Regions from separate parts of the Gasterosteus aculeatus genome. Here region 2 is linked to region 1. Evidence: chromatin contacts called from public Hi-C data. All regions are on one chromosome and are shown on one strand. Each heading gives the region's core, a stretch centred on a gene start, on an enhancer-like site or on the middle of the called end of the contact. The rest is flanking DNA. Distances are from core to core; before and after follow the strand shown.

Region 1 (2,700 bases), core at 145-2,644:
GTCGGCCACGGGCCCTGGACTGTTTGCACCGGGGAAACCTCCGGGCCTTGACTGGTTGGCACCTGCATACAAACACGGAAGGGGGGGGGGGGGGGCAGAGCAGCTCAGAAACACCCAACAGGCATCAGTACGACTCTTACTTGCTATATGACTCAAAAAAGAAGGAACATTTCGATCAAAAGAACACACTACTGGATTCTCGGTTGTCTCGAAGGACTTGGTTGATATTGTAAGTGCTCACTGATAAAAGCTTTTCATTTTGATTTGATACCAAGCGGCAGAAGAAAACAAATCCAGGATTTAGATTCAACACGATTTTTTGGAGAGCAAAATTAAGGTTGAATCCAGTATGATCTTCTGAATGTAATCTACATGCTTTGTGTAATATGCATAGGAATAACATTCACTTTGTATAATCATGCACAACACAAAACAAGCACACTGCTGGAAATATTTCCACCATGCTAATAAACTAGTAAGGTTGCAGTGTTAATGTTGCCATGCATAATGAAGGAGTACTTGTAAAACATCATTAGCTGTTGAATAAGAAGAGTAACACAGGATTATTATATTACCGACTTTAGATTTCACGTGATTGTTTTCAACCCATACATGAACTTGAGATATGCCACTTTATGCTTTCCTACATGACCTATGATTCATAGAGAACGGCGAGAAAGTACTAGAAATTCTCCATTATTTCAGCTGTGCTTCAGCTTCTATGTGCACTGTTGTAACTTCAGGCATAAACCAAAAGAGGGAATGTGAGACAAGGAGACATAAAGGGGAAATATAAAAGCATGACCCGACTTAATGTGCAAGGTCCAAACTTGGGACTAAGGGAAGGGGGAAAAATAAATACTGTACATGACTTACTACCTTTGCCCTGTGAGTAAGAGCGACTCCGACTAATAAAATGTCTTTTGAAAATCGAGATGCCAACTAAAGGCCAATAACACAATGCAGGAAAAAAAAAAACAGTCGGGGCGGGAAAAGAAAAACGCAGCGATCTCTTAACAGCAATCTCCTCGTCTGTCAGCTTCACGTAACCCTTCGTCTCACCCTCATTCAAACCCAAGACCGTGAAAAAAAAAACCTGTATTAAAAAGAAGAGAAATCTACCGACCACAGGAAAATGCTCCATCTTGTGTACATATGAGCTCATGAGCCCGATGATGCATGAGAGGAAGGCCTTGTAGAACAAGTAAGGAAATACAGAGTGCCACTGCAGTACATCCAATGCATTGACACGCACAGTACACAAACTGTTGCATTGTCACCGGGTTCAACGTGTCACTGCTCCTATCAAAGCTGTATTAGACACGCTAGGTCCAACAGAAGCACCTAAAAACATACAAAGCACTCTGCAAAGATGAGCCATCTCACTAAGCACACATCTGGTGCGTTTGACAATGCTGTTTTACTGAGAGGACTTTACACTGTGAGCAGCGAGTGCTCTTATCTCGCATGCACAGCCCCCAGTGCTTATTATATAAATTAAGGACTTTTTCAGTCCAAATGGCAATCCTCATTTTCTATGACCGGTGATGTTTCACTAAGTGTGGCTGACCCCTCTGCCTGTGAAACTGGTTTATCTAATTTGATCTAAAACGATGAGAAAATGGTTTTGCATTGTCTTTGGGAGGCAAACAATCTCAAGTGCAGCGTGGGTCAGATTGTTGTAGCGTGTCAATATTCATATCCTATTTTACATGAGTAATCACATGGCTAAATCGTTCTCATGCTTCGGTCTTCTGGTACTTGCAGAAACGTTAGAGGGGGCTTCTGTGTGTGAAGTACTCAGAGAAAAAAAGGGACGACTTGAATGAACAACCGTCTAACTCTTTGCTGAACACGGTGCTACTTTGCCAGCATGTGACTTCCAGGTTTGATTTGCTTCATTTTTATTCACTTAAATGTTGTGCTGAAATACTGAAGCAGACACCGCGCACAAGGAAAAAGCATTTATCACGGAGATATTAGTCCTCAACATGCATATATCCTGTTCTCCCTCTCAGGCTAGCAATCTGCGTGGCACGATCTCCACCTGTGGACCGAGCGCTTTGCGAGGAGCGGGGCGGCTCCCCGCGGTATTTGCACGGTAATGGAATGACAAATGAAACACGGGTAATCTGCGACCTGCGGCTGGTAATCATCGTCGTAAGGCCTCAGAACGGAGACCCAAAAAAACAATTATACTTCCTGAAAAACATTCTCCTTATCAACTTAAAACTAAAAAAAACGGTATCATTGTGATTCCATTTACTTTAATGTGCTCTCTGATTCTCATATCATTAGGGTTAGGCTTTGCTACAAATATGAATTCTATTTTACGGGCACAGAAATTGTGTTGACTCGCTCAGGATTCAAACGTGTCCTCTCGGGTAAGAGAAACCTGTGCTTTGCCGACCAAACTCAACCCCAAAACATCAGACTTACAGAAACTGCCGCTAAAGAGCCGTGAGTGATTTATACTTTCTACTCTCATGCGGTCTTGGCTGTCGATAAAAGTTAACACTGCTTAGCAGATCTGTAGAAAGTGAAGCGCGTAGTGAACTATGTCCGCAGGGCTATCACACTCGCACAAGCGTGCCGACGCCGACGCTAAGACAGCAGGCCGACGAGAAACCCCTCAGAAAAAAATCACTTCTGTGCAGTGACAACCTGTCTGCGGTTCCTGCAGTTCGCTGTGCTGAAGTT
Region 2 (2,721 bases), core at 118-2,617, 200 kb after region 1:
GCTTTACAGCAGTGAGCGTTTAAGCTTATCTGGCTCGCTGGGAAACCACACGCAGGCGCGGACACAGCGACACACACATACGCGCGCGCGCACGCACACACACACACGGACACAACACATGCACGGCGGATTAACACGGGCAAAGTGAGCGATACCGTCACATGCACCGGGGAGGGGAAAAGTAGGAGGAAAAGCCCGGCGTTTTTACCTTGAGCGTTTTGTCGTGGGGTCTCTCATCACCATACATTCTCTTATTTCTCCGAATTTACTAAAATAGTCTCTAAGGCTGTCTGTGGATAGAGAACAAAAAACATGTCGGGGAAGGGGAGAGAGGGGGGGGGGGTGTTATTTGACAGAAACATATGGCTATGCTGTTGTCACTGCATTTCAAACAAGAACACACACACACACAGTAATACAACATTTAAAAAGAAAAACCCCGCGATGCGCATAGGGGTCGAATAGAGGACTTCATGTGGACGGAGATCAAGAATAACATGGTGCGCACACACACACACGCACACACACACACTAGTGAGATATCCCGTACAGTACACTGCTGCACGGTGCACATTCGCACATTACACCCGCCGCCGCCGCCGCGGCCACAAACGAGCACTCAGTCACAGCGACAAAACAACACGGAATACCGGGACACGGCGGAACAGAGAACAACAGTGTCTCACCTGGTGAGGTTTGCCAGCTGAGGCCACCGATAAACATTTTACTGTAAGGGGAAAACACAACAGAAGTGAGTCCAGATGTCAGTTCGGCCATTTTGACGACTAACTACTTCTAAAAGCGACCTTAAGGGATAAAAGCGAGACTGTGGAAACGCGCTGGCGCTTAGCAAATGTATAAATATAGATATAGTCTCGCTACATAAAAGGGGGGGGGGGGACACTCTCGCTACAAAAGCTGAAGGGGGGGCTTTCAACTGAACGTGGAAACGGACCCGTGCACGGTTTAAGTGCGTACTGTGGGGGGACGAATCCAGCACGGCAGTCGAAGTCCTCGCTTAAGATGTTGTAACGTGAAAGAAAGAAAGAAAAAAAAAGCAACAAAACAAAACAAACAAAAAAAAAAAAACGGACCGTAGAATACGTTTGGAAAGATTCTTACCCCGGGTCATGTTGTGAATCATTTAGGCTTCCGGATGTGGCTTGACTCCCGTCTGCTTCCATATCTATTTCAAACTATAGGCTGGGACTACAGTAACAGTGACAGACACACACAGATACGGGCAGGAGATATGCAAAGCCCCGCTATGAGAATATTACTGAGCCGGGAATGAAAGCGTCACACGTGGGATCAGCTCAGCCCCCTGCTCCCTCCCTCCCTCTCTCAGCACGCGCTACCTTGGCCCACAGGGGGCGGAGCCTGCCTCTGTCACCTAACCAATCCAATTGACGTCAATTCAGGCAATCTGCAAACCAATCCTCCGATTTGTCATTTAATTAAGCACTAAGCCACTGGAGGTGAAAGTGGCTTAATGCTCTTCTAAATCAATGGACACATAGCATTTAAATAAAAAAATAAATTAAAAAAAGCTCTGTCCAAGAAAGGGTCCTCTTAATTAGCGATGTTTGCTTATTATAATCCCGCCGACAGGTGAGCCTTTACAAAGATTACTTTGTACTAATTTAATAACTTGTTATTCCTCCGACGCGCAATATCGTCCCTCAGACAGAAGCGAAGATAATGGGTTAATTCCTCATACATGTTAATATTGAAACGATCCTGATTGTATATGGCTTGCAAGGGTTTTACAATTATTAAATATTTGAAATGAAATTCTGCACTTTATGACTTTAAAATGGTGATTCACACAGATGACACAGCATATTCACATTGGAGATGATTTTTATTAAGGTCATTTAACCCATCTTATCTTGGTGTACATTTAATGGTCCTTTCAGCTCTAAAAAGGATCAATGCAATGCTACAGCATCAACAATGCAATGTTATAATGTTAATATAAACAACAACATGTACATTTAAATATGTTTAAGTTACAGCTCAGAATATGCAGAGTATCAGAATTCGAAATGAGTTAAAAGGTGCCCAACACACATTAGGCATTGAGGTGAACCTTTATGAAAGCCAACAAAGAATAACCAGCAGACATCAATACAGTTATCTATACATGCAGTGGATTGATTAGCCATTTTTTAATGTAGATTACCTGTAATGAGCTGCAAGGGGGCAGAGCTGGCATGTTGAGATAATCTGCCTCTGCCCTCTGGTGACCCCGAGGAAGAAGACGAGGAAGGCAAAGAAAGGAATGTGTAAACAAACGTGCACAACATTTCACGGTGGGTTAATATATGTTTTCGGTACACATTTTCTTACACAGTGCTATCTATAGAATACAAGAAAAGGAAATCTCATGTACAAATTATGCTTTAAATTATGCATTATACATTTTCTTGCATCCGCGCCACATTTCCGCTCACAGAACTCGATAGACAAAAAGACAATACATTCTCTATAAATGCACTTTCCATTTGTCGTGGCACAAGAATAATTACAACAAAACGTCCCAAGCTCCGCGTGAAACGTGACTAGTGATCCTGTTTCATTATTCACAGTTTTCTTTTTTTAACAGGCCCGTCTGTGCTGACTGTTCGGGGCACTACCAGAGGGGATTTCTTATCTAGCCAAGCAGCATGTTTTTGAAACAATGACTAAGATAAACCACAAATAACATGACTTTTGACA

The links. A called contact is a pair of places that touch in the nucleus more often than the background predicts.
Region 2: a Hi-C map of skeletal muscle shows a contact between it and region 1, with 5 times the contacts expected there. The contact joins the promoter of msi2b here to the enhancer-like site in region 1. A contact is called at or near these places in 3 of 6 Hi-C or Micro-C datasets (skeletal muscle and tail fin).

What each region holds. Positions count from the first base shown.
Region 1 is chr7:19,403,442-19,406,141 of fGasAcu3.hap1.1, forward strand. It overlaps msi2b (musashi RNA-binding protein 2b), which reads right to left. Exons shown (of 14, transcript XM_078107409.1): 12 at 1-62. Among protein-coding and RNA genes, the nearest start is that of LOC144410425, 26 kb to the right of the region's middle. Within about 2 kb of position 1,395, at least 1 of the 9 cell types and tissues checked has open chromatin away from gene starts, as enhancers often do.
Region 2 is chr7:19,598,483-19,601,203 of fGasAcu3.hap1.1, forward strand. It overlaps msi2b (musashi RNA-binding protein 2b), which reads right to left and starts at 1,368. Exons shown (of 14, transcript XM_078107409.1): 1 at 1,123-1,368; 2 at 687-727; 3 at 209-290. The coding sequence starts at 1,184.